Regions from separate parts of the Mus musculus genome. Here all the other regions are linked to region 2. The links are chromatin contacts, called in public HiChIP or PLAC-seq and promoter capture Hi-C maps. All regions are on one chromosome and are shown on one strand. Each heading gives the region's core, a stretch centred on a gene start, on an enhancer-like site or on the middle of the called end of the contact. The rest is flanking DNA. Distances are from core to core; before and after follow the strand shown. Region 1 holds the start of Plekhh2 (pleckstrin homology domain containing, family H (with MyTH4 domain) member 2). Region 2 holds the start of Socs5 (suppressor of cytokine signaling 5). Region 3 holds the start of Camkmt (calmodulin-lysine N-methyltransferase).

Region 1 (3,948 bases), core at 98-2,597, 2.6 Mb after region 2:
GACAAGAGGCGTCCTGGGTCCCTCTGTAATTCTGTATCTAGGTAGAAGGCAGCTGTAACCCAGCAGAGCTCCACCTTGGCTGGCTAAGAATGGGAATTCTCAACACTTTCAACGTCCCTAGTGACAGGACTGTATGGCTTCCACTTCTAAAAATGTCCTCTCTAAGTTTTGAACTCTAAGGGGATCTACCTTCTCTGCAGGGGGCAGACAAAAACTGAGGTTTTCCAAAGACTTCCAGTGACTTCGGAAATATTTACTGGCACAAAATAAACTGTTTATAGTTGTGGAGTGAACGCTCTTTTCTCTGAATCTCTGACTTCCTGTTTCTTTTCCAGCTCCTAAAAGGGGGTGGGAGAGGTTTGAAAAGACTAAAGTCCTGGGAAGGGAGGAAGGGAGAGAGGGAAAGAGCGAGGGAGGGAAGAAGGAAAGTTACTACCTAGACTCACACTGATGGAATTTAGATAATCCCCTAAAGCCTATATATTCTTTAGAACAGTTGGGTTGTAGGTTATGTCCTGCCTACCCCCAATGCAGAAAAGATGTCTTTAACTAGGCTGAAGCATGCTTGTTCAAAGAACCTTAGCACCTAGCCCTACTTGGGGCATGCCTGCCCTTCAGCGGCACTGCCCAGAACAGCCTTCTCCTCCACACTCCTCCTGGACACACACACACAGCCTATGAGGTCCAGGCTTGCAAAGACTGGAACTTTCACAAAGAAGCCAGTGACCCTCAGGTAGCCGGGCTAGAGGAGAGTTTTTGCAAGGCAGGGTGCCTCAACTCCTCCGGGGACAGATTCGTTTCGGGGTATGTCACCTTAGGGCGCTCTGGCGTCGGGCGGTCGGGCAAGCAGAGGTGTTAAAAATGAAAAGCTGGAGAACTGTGGTCCCGGGGTCCCCTCAAAGCACGGCTCATCAGAAGCGCAGGCCGAACTGTTGCATCGCCGATGGGACCCAAGGCGCGCGGGGACGCGGGGCTGCCCCGCAGCTCCCCTACCCGACGACCCCCAGCGGTACCACAAGCCAGGGGCCCTGCTTTTCTAACAGAACGTCACAGGAGCCCGAGGAACGTAGAGCCGTCCCCAGCCAGCTCCTGCGGGCGACCCGGGACCCGGCCGAGCCAGGGCGCGAGGCGTCCTGCGCTGCATCCCTGTCCCACTCCGCCGACCCCGCCGACCCCTTCCTCGCCGGCAACCCAGGACGCCCTGGTTCCCGGGGTAAGGAACCCGGGAGGCTCGGTCCCCGAGGACGCTGGACCCCGCGCTCTGCCCACCTGCCTACCTCTGCGGCGGCGCCTGATGTTCCGGCTCGCCAGTCACCCGGCTCCGCCGGCTTCCCCGGCTCTCAGCCCGCGCCGACCGCACTCGGAGCTCCGAGCGGCCGGGACAGCGCCGCCTCCTGCGGGATTGGCGGCCGGAGTAGCTAATCGGAAGACGCAGCCGACCACCTGGCGTCACTGGAGGAGGTGTTTATAACTCTAGCTCCTCCCGGTGCCCCTCGGAGTAAAGAGCCCTGACCCAAGAGGTATTCCCACTGCCTTCCCCACACCTAGATTTTAAGGCCTGATGAAGCACTTAGTCACCTCTTTTCCATTCCTTTTGCCTCGATTGGACCTATGGACCATCCTGTTGCATTGTCTCTAGGCGTGAACTCTCTCCTCTGGCCAGTCTGTCTTTCTACATTAACTAGTGTAAGTGTGCACTTTGCCAAGGCCTTTATTGTCTTCCAGGTTGGGTTTAAATGGCCAAGAACGGATTCCGTGTGTAGCCTGAAAAACCTCCCTCGTAGTTGTGCAAGTTTAGTTTTTACAGCTGCTGCTCACACCTCGGGTGACTGTGGTCTGAGGTCTGAGGAATCCAGCTGGGAGCATTGACATGCTGTTTCCTTCCCACCTTTAAAAGTTCTATCTCTCCTCTCAGCCCAGTGAGTCTCCAGACTGCCCCACATAGTGGAAACCTCTGCTCCCGTTTTTTGCCCTCAGAACGTCCGGTTTTTTGCCTCTCTTGGAGTGAGTGCACACGTTTGCCTGACCTACTATTGCCACTGTAGGCCAGCAAGCATTTCAAAGGGAGGAGCTGTTATGTTCTTTTGCAAATCGCACAAAAGCATATTGCGTGAGCACATGAATGATAAATCTGGTTGGATTTCACATCCCAAGCAGGGGCCTAAAGAGGCCAGTCTTGGGAGTTGTTAAGGGACCAGAGAGAGGGGAGAGGGAGGAGAGGGGAGGGAAGGGGAGGGAAGGGGAGGGGAGTGGGAGGAGAGGGACAAATTCTGGATGTTAGAGGTAATCCTTCCCCAGGTCATCAAACTAGGTCAGACAAATTGCTCTCTTTGATACACAGTTCACTAATAGAAGGCATCAGAAGGCTTTTCCCACTTCAGTCTTTTTACAAAAGAAAAAGCCAACCTTATATATATATATAAAAAATACTAAAGTGATAAATTTTGCAAAGTTCCTTAGAGGGAAAGCCCTAAGTGAAAACAAATAAGGCCAGCAAGCAAGCACCAGGCGTCCATGTTTCTTCCAGATGAGCACTAATTTTGGACTGGATCCCAGACAACCCCCACACATCAAATTCTTTCTGCCTTCTGTGGGAGCTGATGATGCATAGCATATGAAAAATTGTCTCCAAACAGCCTTGGCAAACAAGCAGGCTGGACTGGGCTCATTTTACAGAGCATGCGGGAGTTAAATCAACAGTTAAAGTAACTTGCATAATTTAGCACAGCAAGTCAGCAGAGACCCAACAAGAGAAAGACGGAGGATGCCAAAATAGAATCACTTCCGTTTGTGAGTCAGAAACACTAAATAGACTAGTGAGCTGAGTGAATACGTTCAGTCATAAAAAGCAGCTTTCTCAACATGACTGCCATCTTTGTAAGGCTCAGCCAATATTTACTTACAGTCACCTTTTTCTAGAAACATGACAAACTGAATTTGGCTATGATTTTTTTTAAAGGTGCAGTAGCTTCCTTTTTCTGGCCGTAGAAAACAAAACCAAAGCAAACAACCAAAAACCCCAAGCTCCACATGATAGGATGGAATAGTATTCAGAGCTAAAAAGAGGTGGAAGCTGGGCGGCCCGGACCTAAAAGGATCAAGCTCATTGTCAGCTACATAGTGAACCTGAGGTTCGAGAGACTGAAAGACAGACAGGGTGAGACTGAAAGACAGACAGGGTGAGACTGAAAGACAGACAGGGTGATGAGGGAGAGAAATCAAGCTACGGGTTGAATAAGCCTTGGAAAATACACTAAATGAAAAGAGCTAATCACAAAATTGGAAATATTGTATGATTCCGTAAATATGGGATGCTCAGAGAAGTGGATTCATCATTACCCTGGGCTGAGAAAGATGCAGGTGTTCGTCTAGGGCAGTAGTTCTCAACCTGTGGGTTGCAACCTCTTCGAGGGTTAAACAACCCTTCACAGGGGTCATCTAAAACTATTGGAAAACACAGATGTTTACATTGTGATTCACAACAGTAGCAACATTGTAGTTATGAAGTAGCAACTAGAATACTTTATGGTTGGGGTCAGCACATGGGAGCTGTGTTAAAGGCTCACAGCATCAGGAAGGTTGAGAACCACTGGTATGTGGGGGATGAAGTGCTTTGAAGGGTGAGTAATCAAAGTGTCTCTGGAAAGTTCCATACCTGTACATCTCTGACTACACTAAAAGCCATGACCATGTATAACTCAAATGGGTGAGTTGTGTGTTTTATGATAAAACTCAAAGGTATTTTTAGGGGCAGGAGAGATGGCTTAGAGGTCAAGTGCCTGCCACACAGCAGGAGTGGGTCCTCATCAGGCATGTACAAGCTGGGTAGAGTGGTCCCCAGTTATGGGGATGCTGAGCCAGACTCCTGGAGCTCAGTGGGCGCCCAGCCAAGTCAGTGAGCTCCAAGTTCAGTGTACGGCTCCGTCTGTCTCGAAAGATAAAGTGGAA
Region 2 (4,070 bases), core at 1,429-3,928:
AGCTGCGTGTTAAGTGGCTGAAATACAACTCCTGTCTCTGTTACAACTATGGCATAAATTATATTTTCATAATTATGTAAGTCTACTTCCTTTTAGAGGAACTGAAATCTACTTCGACATAAGAAAATCCCACAATTAGAAAATAATTCTCACACAATTCACTTAAAATACAAAAACCCTTTTGCATTCTAAAAGCCTCAATTAATTTTAGCCCAAAATAGAACACTTGCTTCATCTAAGATGCTCATGCAATATTTTAATCTGGGTGACAGTTTTGTCTCTTTGCAATGAGAAGAAACTTAGCATTTTCACTAATAATGCTAATAATTGTCTTTAACTTCAAATAAAAGCTTATGCAGTTCTGTATCACTTCGTGTAGAAAGCACTCAAAGTTCCCCATCATTACAACGGAACAGTATCACAATAACCCGGAAATCATTTATCGCTGGCACTAGGTGTCTTCAGAAACAATCACGATGGATGGGATAAAGTAGAAGACTAAGTGGACGCCACTCTAGCTAGGGTCAGGCCCTCCAATCCTGCTCCAAAGCAACCAGCAACTCAGTCCCTTCAGAAGCTCTGGGCCTCGATTCCCGATCCACAGGATAACCATCTCTACCTTCTACTCTTCCAGCTCGGAAAGAAATGACTCATCGGCCTCTCATTCTCTTTTTGTGAAAGTTATCACCATTACTTCACAGCCAGTAAACTGTTTTGCTGTAGGCCCACAATAGGAGACAGCCAGCCCACTCCCAACTGAAGAGGAAGGGAAAGCCCACCACTGCTGGCTCGCCAGAGATGATTCTCAAGGTGAATCATGCAGAAGCCATTATAATGTCAAAAGGTGTTATGTTTCAATATTTTAAGCTGCTGTTTTGTATGCCAGTACATTCTCCCTAAGGACAAACGGTAAAATTCAAGGACAATAAGAAGAAAAATATATAATTAACCACTACTTTTTCAAGAACTGGGAAGAACCATTAAAAATATTAGCACTTTTTTGCAGAAATGTTTTAATTAGCCAGCAAAGTAGCCTTCAGATTTTTTTTCCCCCTAAATGTTAAGGACTCCCTAATCAAGTGAGTTTTCATTTTGTAAGCCATAGGAAACTCAACAAATGTATGAAATTAGTAATACAGGTGTGAGTTTAACAGGAGACTACAGACTAGCTGTGCAATTCTCAGCTTACTCTTTCTAGTCCACAGACATGAAAAAGGTAACATCCCTGCAGGACAATCACAAAGGTGAACTCCAGACAACAGTCACCGCTTCCTGCTGTGTCTTCCTTCCGTTGCTAGGCCGATTTCAAAAAGGGACTATGAATCCGAGAGACTATTAAGATTAAAGTACGCATTTGACTAAATTCCCAACTGTTAGAACACTCGAGCTCATTTTAGCAGAGCCTTCTAACACCAGCATCTTTTTCATTTCATTCCTTAAAGAGAAACCATTTTTAAACTTCTATAGAACATGCAGTTCAATTTTACACGGCCCTGTAAAGAAACAGTTAAAAGCAAGCATGACTTAATCGTCTTCTAGGATAAATGTCAGTAAATCGTAATAGGACAGTCTAGCCTAGTGTTAACTTTGAAAGGAGCAGGCCTCCGGTGTAGATGAGAAGCTGCTGTAAGAATGTCAAGGTGTAGTTGGAAGAATGTCCAGGAGAACTGGTAACTGCCCAACCCCATCAAATATATACATACAATTTAAAATAAGGAATCACTGACGAAGTCCAGCAGCCAGCCACCTTTTGCTTGGAACACCAAAATAAAAAAATGCCAAAAGCTCGTGGCTGACCCCCATAGCCTTCAAAGTTGAGAACCAAACCAAGGGTATTCACGTTGTTCCTCAGCATCCTTCTGTCAATGCAACTCCCTCTCCACAAACTCACTCCGCTTCAGCTACTCGAATGCCCAAGTCCCAGCACCAAAGAACCATTTATTAAAAGCTCAAGGACTTGGAGCGGGGTCTTCCTTGCGGCCGCCTCCGCATCCTGTAATAACCACCCCAGGTTAAACCCCCCAGAGATGCTCCAGTCTTTTCCCGCATCCACGCTCCCCGGTCCTTCCTTCACGTCCCGGTAGACCTTTTATCGTCGCCCTTGAGGACCCTCAGGTCGGAGCTATGGAGCTCTTAGGTGACCTGCCTGGACCCCCTCTACCCTTGGCAGTGGGCACCGACGACCTCCCCCACCCAGTCTCGACCCACCACGACCCCGATGACGAATGCCCTCCTATCGGCCCCAGACGACCCCTTCTTCCCCTTAGGTGTCCCGACTCCCACCGAAAAGCAATTCCTCCGAGACGTACCGAGAGCCTACTGCGAGTAAGCTCCCACTACGCGCGGCGGCACCGTGCGCAGGGGCTCAACGCCCCGGCTTGTCTTCCTCTTCCCGGCGGATCCATCCCGGCCCGAGGGCCGTGCCGCCTGCGCCGAGGTGCGGAGGCGCCCACCGGAGGAGGACTGCGCCGGGGGAAAACGGGGACCCGGGCAAGGAGAGGCGGCCGCTTGAGGGCAGGCGCCGGGCGACCGCGGGGGACACTCAGCGGCCGGGACACGCGCGGCGGCCTCATCCAGGGCACCTGCGGCCAGGCAAGGATGGGCCGGGGCAGCGCAGTCAGCGACAGGGCGAGCGCGACCGCCCGCGCGTCCCGTCCTCCGCTCCTGCCGGGCCGGCGGCGCAGCCTCGCTTCCTCCGGACGGAGCCCGGGGACCCCAGCTCGGCCGGATGCCCCCGCCAGCCCCCACCCCTTCCCGGCCGCCTCCCCCTCGTCACCCTCTCCCCTCCCCCCGCCCCCCCAGCCCCCCACCGGAATGGAAAATACCTCCCGGGGTGGGGGGCGGGCTGGGCCACGCCTCTCTGAAGGGCAGCCTACCGTGACCAATGGCAGGCGGGGCTCCAGGTGGGCGGGACTCCCGGCGGCCAATCCAGAGGCGGGTAGGTGAAGGCCGGAGGAGGGAGGCTGGGAGCTAAAGAGGGGAGGCCGGCGAGTTAAGGAGGTCCGGCCGCGCTGGTGCGTGCTGTGCGCGGCTGCCATTTTGGAGTCGGGCAGCTGAGACAAGCGGCCGGGTTCGGCCGAAGAGGGAGGAGCCAGTCAGGTGGGAGAGAGGCTGACACGTGGGCGGGGTGGGCGGGGCCAAGCGGGCTCGGACTGGAGGGGAGGGGGAGAGGCCCGGGAGGCTAGGAGGCTGGAGAGGGTCACGTGGCCGTGGAACGGGCTAGGGGTGGGCGCTCGGGTGGAAGGTCAACCCGAGGTGCGGGTGGGGAGTAGCTTTGTTCCTTTGGGCTCCGTTAGGGAGACCAAGGGGAAAATGCTGAATGGAGGTTGCGAGTGCCGGGTAGGAAAAAAATGTGAATGAGTCTCCCTAGCTCCCTTCAGCATGGAGCCATCCGAGTCACTGAATTCCAATATTCAACGGGAAACCGGGCACCTCATTGAATTCAACTCTTCCTATCCAGGCTCTCAGCTGCCACGAAGATGAGTCATACACGAGGGGAGGGGTGTTGTCGCTTCCTCTCTTTGCTTGCATTTTATGTGGATCGCCCCGGCCGTGGAAATGACAGCAAGGACAGAGAAGTGAATGGGGGGTTGTGATACCCGCGAGACTCCTCAGCTGCCCCTTTAGAACCGTGGTTACCACCGCTTCTTGGCCTTTTGGCTAAGATCAAGTGTAGAACCGTGGTTACCACTCGTAAGCTAACTGGCCACTTCTTAGACATACTACTTTCCGGTGCTCAGACAAAAAGACTTGTTTACTTCATGATTCAAATACAGTAGTCTGTTCCCCCTGCGTATCTCCCCAAAGTGGTCCTTCTATCAGCGGCATACACATAGGGTCACACACACCTTAGTCCGGTTTGTTTGAAACAGTCTCACTGTATAGCCTAGCATGATTTGGAACGCAATATGTAGCCCAAGCTGTCTTCTAGGTAATGGTGCTCCTACTTCAACCTGCTGAATATTGAGATTTTTGACCACCTTTAGTCTTTAATGCTTTGCAGTGGGACCGGCAGACTACCTTTTTCTTGAAGGCTTTTCTTAGACTCTTTTCAGCCCCACCCTACCTTT
Region 3 (3,991 bases), core at 1,201-3,700, 2.0 Mb after region 2:
ATAATCTGGAAACAATAATGTACAAGTCATACAGGTTATCTCTCAAAAATATGAGTTCCAGAGAAAGCCTTAGTTAACAAAAAGAGCCATGAGGCACCACTGGAATCCTGAGGAGTACAGGAAGACAGAATTGGGGAGTTGCAAAAATAAACACCAATCATTCAAGTGTGACACAAGAGAAAGAACCTCTCGACCCCCCCCCCCCGTAATAGAGATCAAAACCTTGGCTTTGCACATGCAAAGTGTCATAGCACTGAGTAACACTGCCAACCAGAATCACAAAGTCCTAGCCTTGATCAGACTCTTCAAGCTTTCTGCTTCTGAACACAGATGAAACATGCATGAATCGTTTAGCCACTTTAAACACTTATGAAAAGCCCACACATGTTTAGCCTGTGGTAATCAACTGAATTATTACAGAAAAAAAAATCACTTTTTCCCTGACATGTTGTACTGGCTGGTTGTATGTGTCAGCTTCACACAAGCTGGAGTTATTACAGAGAAAGGAGCCTTCCTTAAGGAAATGCCTCCATGAGATCCAGCTGTAAGGCATTTTCTCAATTAGTGATGAAGCAGGGGAGGGCCCCTTGTGGGTGGTGCCATCCCTGGGCTGGTAGTCTTGGATTCTGTAAAAGAGCAAGCTTAGCAAGCCAGGGGAAGCAAGCCAGAAAGCAGTACCCCTCCATGGCCTCTGCATCAGCTCCTGCCTCCAAGTTCCTACCCTGTGTGAGTTCCTGTCCTGACTTCTTTTGGTAATGAACAGCAATTTGGAAGTGTAAGCTGAATAAACCCTTTCCTCCCCAACTTGCTTCTTGGTCATGATGTTTTGTGCAGGAATAGAAACCCTAAGACACACCTAAAAAAATTTAAAAATAAAGTCTTACCTCTTACACTGTGAATTTTGGCTTGGCCATGCATCTTCCTTTAGCTAACGGTTTATGAGACGGCTCATAGTGATTATCAACTTGACAAGAACTGGAGGAACCGAAAGTCTCCACCTGTCTAGGAAGGGTTATCTACACTAGGTTAACCTCTTGGTATGTGTGTAATGGATTTTCCTAACTACAGTCACTGAGAGGAGACACACTCAATGTGGTATCGCCACATCACACACTGAGTCTTGAACTAAATAAAAAGGAGAACTGGAACTAACTCATATTCATCCATCGCTCTGTTCTTCCTGACTGCTCACACAATGCTCCAGGATCCTGAGCCTTGATTTTTCCTACTAAAGTCTGTACCGTCAAACTGTGTGCCAATACATACCCTTCCTTTCTTAAATTGCATTGCCTAGCATTTTTATCACAGTAATAATAGAAGCTAAGTAACATAGCATATTAACAGACATCATGTAAGCAGGGATTTGAAATGTGCCTCTTGCTCTTATACACTCTACCATAACTGGGAGAACATGCCAGCCAACTCTGAGAACTATGGGTATATAGACCAGGTACACAACCGTAAACCACTCAGGTTTTATCAAGAGACTACCAGGTGGTTCACAGACATTGCATGACATACGACATGTGGTTGTTAAAAAGCAATAACTAAGTAAAATAACAGACTAAGGACTCATTGCCCCCCGGCCACTGTCTTAGTTACTTTCCTATTGCTGTGAGGAGTCACAATGACTAAGAAAACTTATAAACACAGCAGCCTTCACTGGAGCGGTTTGGAAGACTGAAGTATCTGGATTCGTTGCTAAACCTTGGGCAGCGAGTATCCCAATAATGACTCCAAACTTAGTTTCACGTGGCGGGAAAAGGAGCAAGCAGTAGGTTTCCCTCTCTCCCTTTACTCTCCCATATACAAAACCAGGAAACGCGTGCAGAATCCCCATCCCATTAGTGAACCTCACGGATCTCCAGAGATGTGGGACCAAAAAGTGCACCCAGGTGACCAGGCTGGGAGTTAAGAAGCAAAAAATAAAATAAGGATGGAAAGGGGGCGGGAAAGAAGAGCAGCACACGGAGAAGACAGGCGGTCCCACCCACCAGACAGGCGAGCACAAGGATTTTCTGAGTTTCTGAGAGCTCGCTCTGGCTGTCCCGCTCTCCAGCCCCGCCAGAGTCTCTCCCATTTTTGGTGGGACAGCGGGACAGCGGAGATGAAGGAGCAAGGGGGCGCTTCTCGCTTGGCTCCCGACAAACGGGCTGCCTGCTACCTGCGAGGGGAGTGGCCACAGGCAGGGCAGGCGAGCGCTCGCCCTTACCTGTCGCAGAAGCTGCCACCGGACGGCCCCCTTGGGCGCCGAGACCAGCGAGCCCTGGCTGGCACTGCCCATCGCGGGACGCTTGCCCGCCTCTGCCTCAGTCTCTGCAGCCCCAGCGGCCGCGACCTGCGACTCCATCTCCAGAGCTGACTGGACCCGGAGGTTGCGTCCGCCACGGCTCTCCCCAGTCAGGACCTGCCAACTTCTTCCCTGTCAGGACCTGTGACGCCCGGCCTCTGGCCCACAGCTCTTCCGTGCACCCTCCCCGAATTCCGCATTTCCGGTATTAGCGTCTCCTTGGCAACCAAAGCAGCGGCGTCGCTTCATTGCACCACTTTTTCTGGTGGCCATCTTAAGTGAGGGCGAGCCGGAGTGGGAGGGGACTGTGGAATAGCTGCAGACAGGGCTTTCCTCGCTGTTTTCTTTTTTTCCTCACTTTGTCTCTTGCTCGCCGGAATACCAGAAAACCGAAATACAGTTGTCTCCTAAGATGAGTGAGTTCAGGAAGAGAAAAAGCCCACCACTGGCCATAATAAAGATGGCGAAATGCGCTTCCCTATCGGTCTGGGTTGGTGTTACGTAGACCGGCGTGCTGCAAACTAGCTCTGGGCGGCGCGAGGTAGGTTGTCTTTCTTGCTGGGTGCTGGAGGCTGGCTTCGGCTGGACAAGGCTGAGGTGACTGCAGCTCCTTCTGGAGAGCTTCGGTTTCTCGTATTTGTCTTCTCTACCTTCGCTCGTCCAGCTGTCTTTCGATTTGCGTACGTATGGAAGGGTTGCTGATGGTTCCCCTTTCCTAATTCCTCTGCCCACCTTCCAGCCATTCCTCACTTCCCTGGTCCCTTTTTTGATCCCTGTCTCTTCTGTACGTTCTGACCCGTACCATTCCCTCACGTCCTGTGAATACGACGTGTTCGGGATGCACAGTTGCACCGGGAAACGAGGAGGTGCTCCGGGAGCACCCATTTGCTTACTTACCCCACCAGTCTCCCTATCCTCGCACAGGGTCTTCTCAATGCAGATGGTGGATGAATGGGTTGGAGCTATGGGGACAGACTAAGCGATTTAAAAGCATTTTTCTTCTAGGCTACTGCTCCACTGGCCCATTATTTTGCTGCGACATAAGAGATTAAGGGGGGGAGGGGGCGTCATAGCTGGTCGGATCTATGGCAAAACTGACGCAGTGTTTCTGTGCTACCAAGGAACGTGTTAGAGAAGATTTCTCTCATTTTACACTCAACAGTGTTTAGCATAGCTAAATTATCCCTATGCTAATAATATTAACGACCTTTTGTTGAATGGTTACTATGTGCCAGGTACTTGGACTAAGTTCTTAAAATAAATTGTTTGGTTTTGTTACAAAACTACAACCGCAGAGATTAAGTGCTATGGTTAATTTCTGTTCCACAAGTGAAAAAATTGAATCCAGATGCAGTTAGTGTACAAGGCCCAAGACCTAAACCTGGGTCTGTAGTTATGGAAGTTAAAATGATCTTTACCTTCCAGAAGAAACCAAAAATGACTCGACATTTTATTTGTGCATCTTACAGTTGTTTTTAATTCATTATCCTTTTATGGTGAAATCCAATTGCTCCTCTAGGAGGAGGAGCCAGTCAGTTGGGCGGTTCACTGAATCAGTGAGTTGGGGGAGTGTCTCCAGCTCCCCAGAGCCACAGTTGGGCCACCTGGACAATGACCAGCTCTAGCTCACTCATCGAGTGCACACGCAGCTTAAACTAGACAGCTAGGTGAAAACTATGTGGCGCCTCGCCTCACTCAACA

Evidence for each region. Promoter capture Hi-C pulls out the DNA fragments that hold promoters and counts their contacts. HiChIP or PLAC-seq counts read pairs in DNA pulled down with a chosen protein or histone mark.
Region 1: an H3K4me3 HiChIP or PLAC-seq map of stem cell-derived neural progenitor cells shows a contact between it and region 2, with 10 times the contacts expected there. The contact joins the promoter of Plekhh2 here to the promoter of Socs5 in region 2. A contact is called at or near these places in 1 of 39 promoter capture datasets (liver) and 1 of 115 datasets of contacts at active chromatin or transcription factors (stem cell-derived neural progenitor cells).
Region 3: a promoter capture Hi-C map of hippocampal neurons shows a contact between it and region 2, with 4 times the contacts expected there. The contact joins the promoter of Camkmt here to the promoter of Socs5 in region 2.

The regions. Positions count from the first base shown.
Region 1 is chr17:84,509,294-84,513,241 of GRCm38.p6, reverse strand. It overlaps Plekhh2 (pleckstrin homology domain containing, family H (with MyTH4 domain) member 2), which reads right to left and starts at 1,347. Exons shown (of 30, transcript NM_177606.4): 1 at 1,278-1,347.
Region 2 is chr17:87,106,287-87,110,356 of GRCm38.p6, reverse strand. Socs5 (suppressor of cytokine signaling 5) reads right to left here and starts at 2,678. Exons shown (of 3, transcript NM_019654.2): 1 at 2,310-2,678. Gm30510 (a long non-coding RNA gene) reads left to right here and starts at 3,010. Exons shown (of 2, transcript XR_877091.1): 1 at 3,010-3,099.
Region 3 is chr17:85,089,085-85,093,075 of GRCm38.p6, reverse strand. It overlaps Camkmt (calmodulin-lysine N-methyltransferase), which reads right to left and starts at 2,450. Exons shown (of 11, transcript NM_028576.3): 1 at 2,213-2,450. The coding sequence starts at 2,350. It overlaps Prepl (prolyl endopeptidase-like), which reads left to right and starts at 2,809. Exons shown (of 15, transcript NM_001163622.1): 1 at 2,809-2,970.